Regions from separate parts of the Mus musculus genome. Here region 2 is linked to region 1. The links are chromatin contacts, called in public Hi-C maps. All regions are on one chromosome and are shown on one strand. Each heading gives the region's core, a stretch centred on a gene start, on an enhancer-like site or on the middle of the called end of the contact. The rest is flanking DNA. Distances are from core to core; before and after follow the strand shown.

What was found. A called contact is a pair of places that touch in the nucleus more often than the background predicts.
Region 2: a contact with region 1 is called in a Hi-C map of cerebral cortex, with 2.4 times the contacts expected there. The contact joins two enhancer-like sites. A contact is called at or near these places in 1 of 39 promoter capture datasets (hippocampal neurons), 21 of 484 Hi-C or Micro-C datasets (B cells, B-cell progenitors, the C10 cell line and 17 more), 9 of 115 datasets of contacts at active chromatin or transcription factors (the 230-238 cell line, embryonic forebrain, embryonic stem cells and 4 more) and 4 of 9 other capture datasets (adipose tissue, embryonic stem cells, liver and 1 more).

The regions. Positions count from the first base shown.
Region 1 is chr3:58,670,139-58,676,950 of GRCm38.p6, forward strand. Siah2 (siah E3 ubiquitin protein ligase 2) reads right to left here. Exons shown (of 2, transcript NM_009174.3): 2 at 4,811-6,305. The coding sequence ends at 5,748. Among named protein-coding and RNA genes, the nearest start is that of Siah2, 19 kb to the right of the region's middle. Within about 2 kb of position 2,788, at least 79 of the 459 cell types and tissues checked have an H3K27ac peak or open chromatin away from gene starts, as enhancers often do. A contact at or near this core is called in cerebral cortex, where this site is marked.
Region 2 is chr3:58,783,997-58,791,028 of GRCm38.p6, forward strand. 4930593A02Rik (RIKEN cDNA 4930593A02 gene) reads left to right here. Exons shown (of 9, transcript NR_045167.1): 9 at 4,435-4,528. It also overlaps Mindy4b-ps. Among named protein-coding and RNA genes, the nearest start is that of Gm40059, 37 kb to the right of the region's middle. Within about 2 kb of position 2,120, at least 25 of the 459 cell types and tissues checked have an H3K27ac peak or open chromatin away from gene starts, as enhancers often do. A contact at or near this core is called in cerebral cortex, where this site is marked.

The DNA.
Region 1 (6,812 bases), core at 1,538-4,037:
CAAGGAGTACACATGGAGCGACCCATGGCTCCAGCTGCATATGTAGTAGAGGATGGCCTTGTTGGGTATCAGTGGGAGGAGAGACCCTTGGCCCTCTGAAGGCTCAATGCCCGAGTATAAGGGAACACCAGGGCAGGGAGGCAGGATTGGGTGGATGGGTGGAGGAGCATTCTCATAGAAGCAGGGGGAGGGAGGATGGGATAGGGGGTTTCTGGAGGGGAAACCAGGGAAGGGGATAACATTTGAGCTCTTTTAAGTGTAGCTTTAAGTCATCTATATGTTGGGATAATTTGACTTCTTTCTTTCCTATTTGGATTCTTATACTTTCTTTCATGCACTTTGTTTTAAGCTCACCAAGTCTACTTAGTGCTCGCCTGTAATGAGCATGGTTGTAGGACCATCTACTGGCGTACGAGCAGCATCTCCAGGAACACATCCCAAAAGGCTCTCAATCACCAGCACCCATGAATTGCCCCTTCCTCCCTCCCTCCCTCCCTCCCTCCCTCCCTCCCTCCCTCCCTCCCTCCCTCCCTCCCTCCCTCCCCTCCCTCCCTTCCTTCCTTCTTTCCTCCCTCCCTCCCTTTCTTCTTTCTTTCTAGTTTTAATTTTGTGCAGGTCTTGAGTATGGAGTCCTAGCCGACGTGAGTTTGTGAGTGTACCAGCCCTGCCATGCCTAGAAGTCACTGCAAACCTCTACCACCCATGCTCTTAAAAAATTTCCCACCTGCTCCAACACAACGATCCCAGAGCCTTGGAGGGGAGGTGACTATAGATGCCCCATTTAGAGCTGAGCAATCCACAGTCTTTTATTCTCTGCATACAGATCAATGGTGGGCCTCTGTACTCATTGCCGTCTACTTCAAAAGCAGCTTTTCTGACGGGGGCTGAAGGATGCCCTACTCTATGGGACTAAGAGCAAGAACTTAGTTGGAAATTCATTTCTATGTCCACTCAGGAGAATAGCCGACTTAGGTAGCCATGGCTTAGTTGGCCTAGTTAGTGGTTCCAGGCAGAGCTTGTGGAACAGGACATACATCCAATCAGAAAGTGACCGATTACTTTGATCTGCCTGCCCTCTTCTCCTCAGTCTTGGGATTAAAGGCATGTGCCTCCTCCCAGTCTACTTTGGAAGGCTCAGTCTCGAGTAGTACCACTCATCAAGGATGGAAACAAACTGACCTAGTGGCGTGAAACCACAGAAGCTGTACAGGCGCATTTAACACAGTTCACAGCCCGACCACGCCATGGAAAGTGACCGGACTGCGGCACAAGGTGCCTTGAAGTTGAACACTGTTGATGCCAGTGTGAAGATCTTGAGCACAAGATAAGGGAAGGAGACGGGATGGAGCCAAGAGCAAAGCAGGGTCCTGTAAGCGAAAGGAGGAGAGTGGAAAGTAGTATGGAGGGGAAGAAAAAGGAGCAAGAGATTAAAAATATGAAGTTTTTTTTTGCTTTTTTTTTTTTTTTTTAAAGAGGGGCTGGAGAGACAGCTCCTGGGGTAGAAGCACTGGCCACCAAAGCTTAGTGACTTTAATTCAATCCCCAAGATCCAGAACTCCCAGCTGGCCTCAGGTTCAAAGCCCTCAAGTTCAAGGGTTATTCTCAGTTGAGATCTGTTCCCAGATGGCCAGCTTTCCCCCACCCCTTCCCAGTGTAAGGCAGTCTCAGGCTGCTTGCACCTTGCATGTTGTCAGTGTCTGGCCCCCTGCCTTCTCCAGCTGCCTCAGTCAGGGGCTGTCCCAGGACAAACTGAAGCTCTCCAACTTCAAGGTTCCAGTCTTTGGCCCCCTGGGTAGCTCGGTTCTCAAGAACAGCTTTTCTCAAGACTCCCACACTCATCGCACAGCATGAGATCTCTTTCCCTGACCAGTTGAGAACCAGCCCTTCCAAAACTTGCAATTGGCTTCTAGAATGACTAGGGGCATGGGCACGGGGGCGTGGGCCTGTCTGGAGTGTTGTACTCACAGGCCAGCTTTCATCCGGCTTAGCTCTTGGAAGTGGCTCCTGCCCACTTCCACTCCCCACCCCACCCCAGACCCAAGGGGAATTACAGCCGTTTCACTTCCTTCTCAGTGTCATGGTCCCCCACCCCACCCCTTACACATTTCTGGTATCCTTTACTTCCTTTTTGAATTTTGGAAGCCCTTTCTCTATTTCTCTCTCTGCAGTTGTCTGTTTGTATTCTGACTGTCTCCTTCCCTGGCTCACAGGGCCTTCACTCAGCCTTACTTGGAAGCTCTAATCTTTGACATTGCAGGAAGCCCTGCACATTTATATTCATTCATTCATTCATTCATTCATTCATTCTTAAATTGGTAACAGCGATGGCGTTGGTGTCCACAGACTCCATGTTCTTTTTGTCATTTGGAGACTTTAAGGCAAATGAACAGTATTCATTGAAAGTACATTTTAAGCCTCAAGTGAGTAGCAGGTGGTTTGTTTTAAAGATTGTGACAATGGGTGGCTTCATGGTTCAAGCAGGGGTCAAGGCCAGACTCTATGAGTGGAGGACTACAAAGCAAAGCTGGTCTCTGTGCCCAGGTCGCACCTGCAGCTCTGACTCAGCTGAAATGTGATCCACCAGTCACAGACATCCCTGGCATCCCAGAGTCACTTCCTGCAGAGGCTGCCTGCATGGTCTGTCTGCTTTAGCTCAAGTTGAATGTCCTCTCACAGAAGTTAGCACTAGATACAACATTCAGAAAACAGTCCTTCTAATGTTGCTAGTTAGGAATTGTAGCCTTGGGGCTGATTTAGGGTCACAGTGCTGGCCCCATGGCAAGTTCCAAGAACCTTAATGGCATTAGTACAGAGATGATTCCCTCCAGTGATATTCTGGGCATGCGTAAGGGAGTTGTGTGGTACTCATATAACCCTGGCCGCTTTTAGTAGGGATGTAACTGCTGGAACCCGAGGTTGTATCTGAGAATCCAAGATGGCTGTTGCCCTCAGGGACCTCTCTCAAGTTTTCTGTCATTCCTGCTGCACCTAGCTTCTAAAACCATGTTTCAGAGACACAGACCAAATCCTCCCCAGCAATGATGATGATGGTGTCAGTGGGGAGCTCCAGATCTCAGATTTCGTTTATTTAAAAAAAAAAAGACAGAATATTTTCTTCTCTTGTCCTTTTGAGAACCATTGCATAAATGTATCAGAGCGCCACACAACACAGGCTGAATCCACCACTGCCCAATCAGCCATGTTTTAATCACCGGCAAAGGACAAAGGAGAAGAAATCTTACATTTTTTAAAAATATGGCAAATAGATCACATGCTGACTTCTTGACAATTATTGGTTATTCTGTTTGTTAAGAGCCAGTTCTGACTTACATCTTTCTCACTTCCTCTTGCATTCCTATTATAATCTGTGGATTCTCAGCCAGCCTTTTTTTTTTTTTTTTCTTCTTTCTCTGTTAGAAAATATAATTTCTGGAACGCCAGCGAGTAGACAGGTCATGGTTGGTGATCTCATCAGATTGTGGGGCCTTCTAACTGGAAGAGCGCAGTTGTCCACAGGTTTATTAACCTTCATTAAATCCTATCCTGAGGGGCATGGGGAATTAGCACGCCTGAACTCCAGGACCCACGTCGCTGGCCACTATGGTGGCTACCCCTCCTCACCCACTTTGCATTTAACATGCTGTTTCTCCATCTCCTCCTTTCAGGCCTTGCTCATAGCTTTTTCTTTCCTGCACTGTTGGCCACAGAGTCCCGATTTCAGTAGTAACATGAAGGGTTATATAGGAAGCAACTGCTGACAGGCTCAGCTTTTTTATACTCACACTGCCTGGGTATCATGGGAGGAGATGGGCCCCTACCTGCTCCTGGAAGCTGGCTTACCTCTGCCAGTGGGAGATGTGATGTACTTAGTGCCAACAGCGGTTTTTCTTCACTTCCAAAATATATCATTATCTACTTTTGTACAGATCTTTTTACTCTTCATTTGAAGAATAGCCTATAATTTACCTTAGCAACGGTTTTACTTAAGGTTTCTATTACTTTGATAGAACACCATATACACAAGCACCTTGAGGAGTAAAGGGCTTATTTTTCTTATGCTTCCATATCAGAGTCCATAACTGATGGATTTCAAGGCAGGAATTGAAGCATGGCAGAAACCTGAAGACAAGGAGGGGCTAAGAGGCCATGGAGAAGTTCTGCTTATTGGCGTGTTCAGCCCTCAGGACCACCAGCCCAGGGGTGGAACTGTCCATAGCGAGCTGGATACTCCCACATCAACCTTAATAAAATTACCACAGGCAAATTTGGTGGGTGTCAAGTTGGCATAAAACCAGCCAACTTCCTTACCTGCCAGAACTCTGTGATTAAAGCTTAACATGTGTCTCTCTTAGAAAACATGGACAGCTCCGGAGCCATCACTCCCAACTGCTCTTCTGTTAGCTTAATCACCTCACTGAGGAGACGCTGAATTCTGGAACAAAGTTCAGGGCTAATGTGAATTGTTTTGGGACACTGGGCTTGGAAGGAGAGAGCGTGCACCATGGTTGGCCTCATCATTTCTGGCCCCAACACTAACCATGCCTCCTCTTTGTAATTTTGGAAAATGGGAGTTGTGTGTTTTCTCACAGCTGGCAGTCAGACAGCAAACAATCCTGGAGATGAGACCCACATCACTAGTGACAACGCATAACACTGACTGGGTTTAGACCTATGGGCTGCTGTCCCCAACCTTGGACCAGCGGCTTTGCTGGATGTACTAGCTCTAGAGGTAGTGGTGGAGACTTCTGCATCTGTCCACAGTAGATGTGCAATAGATACATACGATTCAAGCAGAAAATGAAGCATGACATTCATTTATTGAAAAAATTTTATTAAAAAATTAAAGTGTGTGTGTATGTGTGTGCGCGTATGTAAAGATAAAAACAAAAACAACAAAAACTAAACCCACACAACTGACACATGCTTTTAAAATGGCAAGCATGTGACACTGGTTATCAAGTTCTCCCAAGCACTGATCTAGTCTCTCACATCAGTTACAGTCAAGGAGGGCTTCCAAGGGAAGCCATATGTAAACAAGTCATCCGTACTATGGTGAGCAACAACTAACTGTGAGAACTCTCAACTCACTGAGCGCCTGAAAGCAGGCCAACCCCAGGGGTTGCATCCCCATGGATTTAGAGTTCTGGTCTCCATGTGGTGTGTGCAGAGGCTGAGGACGGACAGTAGAGACCAACAGTGTCAGCAGAGGACGCCTTAAAGCACCTTTAGATCCTGGACCCTTGCCCACAATTCAAGCCAGTAATCCTCAAACTCTGAGATGAGGAGGTTGCTCAACTCTGTTGATTCTCTAGCTCTGTGTTGGAGATGAGTACTACAGGTGATTCTGTGTAAATACCCAGCCTGAAAGGTATTAAAGCAACTGCTACCTCCTAGAAATAACGGGACTCTCAGGAAAGTCACTGTGCTTTTGTTGGCTCAGGATGAGGCAGGGGGAGGCAGCCCTGAGCGATCTGTCAAGAGCTGTTCAGGAAGGAAATAGAATAGAGTTGATTTGAGATCACCGAACCACCTCCAAATTACTAACAGGCCAACTCCGATTATCACAGTTCGGTGAACTTAGATTCATCAGTGCCAGACAGGAAGCTATCATTTAAATAAAACATAGGACAGTTGTGGGTCTCGCCTCGGGAAGATGTACTGAATAAAACATCTATTAAAAAACCTTTATTAAACATAGAGCGCTATGCCCAAATAACTTCCCAGGGTTAGGAAAGCCTCCTGGAGCCTCACTGACAGCATGTAGATATCGTGACATTGATTCCAAGGTTCCCATTATCTGCAAAGAGATGTGCTATGGCTGTGTCAAAAACAAGACAGTCACTGTTCATGATGGCTGCAGCCACGCCATCATGAATGGACCGAGGTGTGGCCTCCCAGGTCAGTCTCCTCCGGTTCCCATTCAACTCCAGTCTGTAGGCAAAGTTCTCAGCTTGCTTTCGGGTGCCAATGAGGAGGACGATGGCAAAGAACTGCTGGTGGCCTTCGTACTTCTCTTGCTTTTCAAGTACCAGCATGAAGTGGTGGCCAAAACAGGACTGCATCATCACCCAGTCCACAGCCCCTGGCAGGTTAATGTCTGTAGCTAGAAAGACTATGTCCTCTCCCTGAAGGGTAGTGATACTCTTGTGGGCATGCATGAGATGGGACATCACAGCTTCCAGGGATCCCTGCCACTTGCAGGACGCACCAGGACAAGGACAGGAATAAGGACGGTATTCACAGATGTCTTCATGCTCTGGTTTCTCTGTATGGTGTAGAGTCAGGGAACAGCCCGTGGTAGCATACTGCAGAGACAGAAAGCAACATACTGCATCATGGCGTCTTCCCAAAACCTCCTCAGTACCAGCATCTATGCAGACCTACCCACACTGGGCTTCCTGGGCTCCAATTCTATCTATCTAAACTACTTCTGTTGAAGGAAAGTCAAGTCTCAGTTTCTATTCACTGTCAATAGCATCATGTGTAAAGTCAGGGCACTGCTTTCTAGACCCACACCCCAACAATGGTAAACAATGAGGATCAATTGTTCTTTTCCCTATACCAGACAAGCAAAACTACTGAGATAACATGGCCCTCTTCCTCACTTTTGATAAGCCCTGATTGCTTTTAAGAAGTCAAGTGCTTGGATGTGGGGCGGGGCAATGGAACACGGGATCATCTCTAGGCTTTTCCTGCGAACAGATGGCTTTGAAGACAGCGCAGTTTCACTTAGTCCTTCCTAAGACTGATGGCAGGTCATCTAGTCAGTGGGCAGGGCTCCCTGGTCTTGACTGCCAGTGGCTAAGCCTGGG
Region 2 (7,032 bases), core at 870-3,369, 110 kb after region 1:
CACCGGGCTGTTGCCAGGTAACTGTGGGGCGGAGCCTAGACTAACTGCCAACAGAGGTGAAAGGGGAGGGTCTGTGGGATCCACAAGAGCTGTGGGCAGGTAGAAGGAGAGGGAAGGCTGCAGCAGGTGGAGGGTTGCAGCGCTGGGACTGGGCATGGAGGGCCTGAGGGAGAGAAGATCTGCAATCTACCTGGTTCCCTGGCAAGGGTGGCTTGTGTAGCAGGGAATGCTTGCAGGGTTTGAGTCTCAGCCCAGTTTTAGAATGTCATGATCAACTCCCAAAGAGACCATAACCAGTTCCAATCCTCCCCCCACACCACATTTCTGCCCTTTCTCCAACCTTAGGAAACAGCCAATCATTGTTTATCCTCTACCTTTGTCTGTTATAGTAATTTAATATATACTAGCTTGTATGATGTGTGGTCTTTCACTTGGCATACTTTTTCAAGGTCATCTATGGGATAGCCAACTACAATGTGGTCATCTACATATGTTATTCCTTTTTATTTCAGAAAATATTCTATTGCATGGGTTTATTGTATTTTAAAAATGCATTTAGTGTGTGTGTATGTCTGTGTGTGTGTAACTTGCTCACCTTTACCTAGATAATTATACTTGATAATCCGATTGAAAATACCACTCTCATAGCACCACCTTGTGGACAGCACTGAAAACACTTTCTTCGTCGTTCAGTTACCGAAGGAAAGAAAATGACACAAAGTTTTGTGGAAGTTTAGCATATACCATCCACCCCAAGTCCTTTTTTGGAAAGATATATGAGATGAATATTTTAAATATGATTAAACTGTAGAGATGAGGGTATGTCTCAGTTGGCAGAGTGCTCGCTTAGCATCCATGAAACACCGGGTCAAATCTCCAACTCTATAAACCAGGCTTGGTGGTACTTGTCTGTAATCCCCACAGTCAGGAGGCAAAGGCACGAGGAGCAGAACCTCAAGGCCAGCCTCAGCTACAGAGAGTTCAAGGCCAGCCTGGATGGGATCCATAAGACCCTATGCCTCATAAATAAGTAAGTTACTAAAGTAATTGGAACTCGATAATCTGAAAATAATGGGTTGAATCTAAACCTGGTCCTCTCTGATTTTTAACACAATCACTTACTAAAACTACCTGTTATTTAGATTGTGTCTGGTGACCACTAATGGTGCCTTAGGGATGTGCGACAGGATGCATTTCTGCAATCTGTTTTTTCATTTATTCTCCTGAAGTCGGGCTTTTTTTTTTCCCTTGAGTGGTAGGGATGGAATGCGATGTGAGACAAATGTTCCACCACTGACCCACACCCCGGATGGACACACAGACTAGTAGCAAGCCAGATGGAAACACCTAGAAGTGTACCACTGCTGCACTTGGGCTTTTCTGACCTCCTCTAGGGTCTGGGCTGTTTGTTTCCACCGTGACTTCTCTTTCACTAGTGCTTGTGTTCTGCTGCTCAGACTGACTCCTGTGGGTTTTTGGGAAGCCTTTCCCCCCACGTAAAATCAGCCTCCCCTTTCTCCTCTCTAAGTTCCTTTTTTCTCTCCTCCTCCTCTCTCCCTCTCTCTCCTCGCTCTCTTTTTCTCTCCCTTGTCTTTCCCTCTCTCCCTTTCCTCTTTCCCAAAGAATGTCAGACCAGAATATTTACAAATGTAAACTTAAACAATTACCATGCTGGAAATGCCTATATTTTATATAAGGTCTGTTTGTCCTCTGAGAGGTCCCTTAGAGGTCTTACATCATGCAAGTTCCTTTGATTTTTATCATGTCCCTCAGCATTGGTTCAGGCCCTGTGAAGTCCAAACTAACTCTAGCCAGTGGGAAGAGAGTCTCCCTCTCCCCTCTGCTCTCTACATACCTACCTTTTCCTCCCTCTTTTTAGCGAGGGAACAAAGTCAGTCTCCGGTAACTGCCCTCAATCTGCTCATATCATCCTCAGCCACACAGTCCTGACAACCATCCAGCTAGTCTCTGCACGCACTCTGGGCTCTTGCCAGTCTGTTTTCACACCAAGGCATTTGTTCAAAATGCAAATCCTGCCAGGCCTATTAAAATCCTTCTAGATCCTCGCGCCCCCTAGTGTAGAATGCCATGTGGTGCCTTGCCTGCCAGTCCAGCTGTTTCTCACCCTCTCTGCACCTTGTTCTCTGCACATCGGTCCTGTTGGCTTCTCCTTTGTTCTGGCAAACCCTCCACAGAGCGTCATACCCACTCGTTCGTCATCCAGCTCGTCACCCAGTTACCTCTGCTCAGCCTAAGCTGACTTCTTAGGAGATGCCTTATCCCAGTTTTTAAAATAAGATTGGCATACCACACTCCCTCCCTTCTAAACACTAACCTCAGTTTTCAGTTTCGAATCAGTGTGGTGGGTTTTCGACTCATGCCATCGTTTCAGGAAAGCATAAACCCCACGAGACGTAGGAGGCGGCTGGTACACGGAAGGAAATGGCCCCTATAGATCCATATTATACACTTGACCCCCAGTTGGGGGCGCTATTTGGGGGAGGTTCTGGAAACTGGGAAATTGCATCAAGGTGGAGGAAGATCACTGACCATGTATCCTTGAAGCTGTGTACTTCCCTGACCCCTTCTAATATCCTGTCCATCTTGATATGAACTTCTCTGTTCGGCTTTAGCTTCCTTACCGTGCTGGAAACCTATGAGACAATGAGCAAAAAAAAAAAAAAAAAAAAAAAAAAAAAAAAAAAAAAAAAAAGAATTCCTTAAGCTGTTTTCAGATATTTTGGTCAAAAATGACACGGAGACTAGAAAAATTGAATGAATGAATGAATGAATGAATGGTAATGTCTCATAGTAATTATGACAGTTGATAATATATACTTATTGTTTCTTATTTATGTTCAAGGTAAGGTTAGGTCCAGGTGTGACTAAAAGTTCTATGATCTGGACAGGGCAATGCAAGTCTCATCCAGTTGCTTTGGGCTGTTTCTGAAAGATGAGGAACCCCACACCTGCCTGCCCCTTGCCTAGTACTATCTGGTCTAGTGACATCAGTAAGCTTAAACTTAAAGAATTGTTTCCATGTTTCTCCTCTGATAGTGTACTATTATTCTGAGTGACATACTAGTCTAGGTTTGTCTTAGGGTTTATAGAGCTGTGATAAAACATCATGACCAAAAGCAACCTGAGGATGAAAGGGTTTATTTTAATTCACAGCTTGAAATCTATCATCAAGAAGTCCAAGCAGTAACTGGAGCAGCAGCCTGGAAGGAAGCAGGAGCCCATGCAGAGGCTACGGAGGAGTGATGCGTACTGGCTTGCTCCCCATGGCTTGTTCAGCCAGCTTTCAAATAGCACTCAGGACTACCTGTCCAGGGACTGCACCACCCACAATGGGCTGGGCCATCCCACATCAATCAATAATGAAGAGAATGCACTAATAAGCTGTGTACAGGGAAGCCTAGAGAGACATTTTCTTAATTAAGAATCCCTCTTCCCAAGTGACTCCAGCTTGTGTCAAACTTGTGTCAAAGTGATGCAAAACTAGACAGAGCAAAGTTGATATTTCAAAAAATAAATACCTCTATCTTCTCATCTTCCCGTCTGCACTTAAAGGTGCAGTCAGCTTAGGTCACTATTCAGACAGAGTAATATATTCAACTCCGTGCAAATAGCCTTTCCTGTGTTTGAGGAGCTGATGGGAGAAAATAATAGTCATTTCCTTCAAAACACAACTTTAAAGGTAAACCAGTAGTCCAGAAAACGGACAGCTTGCGGGAAAGGTTGGAAGTCCCGAGTCAATGTGCTGTTGATGTCGGCATGGTCACGGGAAAATGGCAAAGCCTTTACCCCACTTAGGCTGAGGTTCGGAGGGATGGTGAGGTCTTTCTTTGGTGGCTGGGCAAATGTCAATAGGGCAGAAAATGTCTGTTCTAGTTTTTCTGCCCAGATATTTATGGCCTGAGGAAAGCTCTTCTCCAGAGTCTGCCCCTACCTTGATTGGCTAAATCTGTCTCCTTGACCAGCTGTATAACCAAAACCCTACCTCCTTGTTTATAAGTAAGTAACAGCCCTGCCTCCTTGTGCCGCTGTGTGCTCTAACCCACCTCTCTGTTCTGCGGGATACAGTAAACACACTAAGTTTCTCTACTTCAGTGGCTTCTCCATCAGAGAGCCCGTCCACCCACCCCAGCTCGTCTATGTGTCTGTGTAATTTCTTCATTCCCACCCTGCCAGTCTGGTTTGTCCCTGGAGCTGTGCTCGCTGCAGAAATAGCTAATTCTAAATAACACATCTCCATCTTAAAAATAAATCCAAATATGAGTGGGTGCTTCACTTCAAGATAAAATAAAAACTAATGTAGAATATTGACATGACATGCAAAGTGAAGAATACCTTTATGTAAAACAATTATTATCGTTTCATATAAACATGAGAACTTAATCTTTCCTTCACTGTTGTTTTTTTTATTAATAGAATTTTGTCTCAGGAATAATTTAACATAAATTACAACGTATGAAACATGGCAAGCTAACATAGCTATTAACAAGGTAAAATTTCAAAGACTATGAAGAAAAAAGAATAAATAAAGGTAGGAATGGGGGTAGAACACCTGGGCTATTTTCATGCTGCTGTAAGGAGCTCTGTGCTTCGGGCAAGAGTTGCTGGGGTTTTCTCATCAGTAACCCACTTCTTCTTCATTCTGCAGAGCCCTGAATTTGTGTAGCAAGTGTATCTGTACTCAATCATACAGGAGGGACCACAGTTGATCTTAGAGAGTCATGGACTCCTCAAGGACCAGGCCCTAGACAGTTCTTGTGCCAAAAGAATGTTCTCATTGCTTGAGACTTGGCAGTATCTCTGGGACTGAGTGCTACCTGACAGAGTGCTTCATGGTTTGCATTCAAGCACAGTTATCAACCCGAAAGACACAAGGTAATACTCCTAAAACAAACTGAAATTCGTTTTAGACCCCCAAACTCCCACAAAACACAATGTAGCCAAGCCCAAAGGAGACCAGGGTTTGTAGAGTTCCACTTGTCTGATCTATTTAAAATTCTCGGTGAAAGTGCCCACGATAAAGATACCATCACTGTCTACCAGGTCCACCTGAGCCAAAGCAACGGGCTTCCTCTGTTGACACAAGTTATTATTCACTTTGAACCTTTGTCTTCCATACTCATTTCAGATTATAATACTATTCTTGAGCCAAATGAAAAGGCATTTAATAAATTAACATGGACCCTGAGTGCAGACCAGCTGTTCTTTGGAATCTGACCTTTGGTCTCCACACCCAAAGCCCCAAGTTAGTGAGGCAGCAGATAAGCTGTCGGGGTGGGAAATGTCCAGATGCTTCCCCGGTGTGTCTTCTGGAAAGAATGTGTGTCTAGTATGTGTACCTCTTCAGAAAATGTGCGGATATTTAACACAAGAGAGAAAGATCACATTCTTTAAAGGATGTTTACTTTATGGAACGCTGAGATGAGAAGAGACTGTATTTTTGCAGAATCTTTTTATGCAGGAGTAAGACTGTCTCTGTTTATGTTATTATTATTTATATCTAGCTTAGGAGAAAGAAGCAGCTAGAATACTGGTAGGAAGAATGTCTCTTTCTGCCTGACGCTTTGACTGCTTGGGTAGTCTGAGCACCTGCCAGAGCTCCTCGCCCACGGGGCACCACCCCCTCCCACTCTCCCAGTAGGAGGAAGCCTCTTTGCTACTTTACTGCAAAGAATCAGCTAATGTGGCCATGTGAGGTGTGTCCTTGGAGAGGAACACTGCTTGTACCAGGAAGACTTGAGGAGACTTGAGCTGTTGCCATGGCTAAAAGCCGGCGATGCACTCCGATGACTTCATCCTCAAATGGATGTGAGCCTTCAGTCTTAGTGAAGCCTCAGAAAAAGAGCGATTTGGAAAACATGAAGAAAAGAGGCAGGATTTTCTCTTCCGAATTAAATGAAGGAATCACTACTCAGACCCTGAGATAAAAACACGTTCTCGACAGCACTGATAATGACTGTAAAGGCACAGCATAGAGAAAGAATGAGAAACTGCCAGTGGTATTTTTCAGTGGGGCTCACGAAAGAGGAATTAAATAACCATCCCTGTGCTGTACATTTTCGTCCCATTTGCTCAGACCCCTCAGACTCGTTTCTAGTTTTCTTTTTAGAAAAAGGGAATAGTTCCATTCCAGTTGATGGTAGCCTCTCTCCATTTGGTTCTGATCACCATTTCCAGTGAAGAAAACCGTCTTCCTGATCCATGTTTATCTTCATGGTGCTCCCCTTCCCAGTGGTGGGAGTGGGTATCTGAGGATAGAACAGTAGCATTGACATCCAGGTCCACTGTCCTCTTCCTAACAAAGCTAGCACACCCAGAGAAGACACAAGGGGTGAGGGGCTGGCCCAGGGCGCTGGCTAAGTGGATGGATTCTTGCAGGCAATGTATTAAAATACCCATACAAAATAGGTCTGTAGTAGCTTTGTGTTGGGACAAGAATATTCATGTCATGTAATGCAACGTGATGCAAACATAGGTATTTGTCACTGATATTATCAGGAAAACAGATGAAAGGAAGATCCATCACTTTTTAACAAGAGGCGCTTATTTTGAGGTAGAGTATAGACAGGGAATCTAGAACTTGTTTTCAAGGCCTAGGTTTGTCTGGTATGAGCCAGATAACATTTAAGAGAGTATTTAAAATACCATTGCTGTACTCCCCTGATTCATTTATCAGCCAAATATAGCAACTATACAACTAAGAATAGATCCTCGAGTACCTGCTTCATATGGCTATTGGGAATTTAATGCTACTGCTACATACACTCTCAACACAGTACTCAGGACAGAATGTGTGGGATGTTTGTAAGCGGTGGGGGGTGGGGGGGGGGGAAGGGGGTGATGCTTAGCTTACAGGTAAGGTGAAATAAGAGTGGTAATAGATACTAAAGAACACGTGGCCGATGTCATACTAAATTAAATGAGCTATTTAAATATGCATTTCTCATGATAAAAGAAAAAAATAGAGGACCCCCCCCCCATCCCCGGGTTATGGTGCTAAATGCAAAGTCAGTC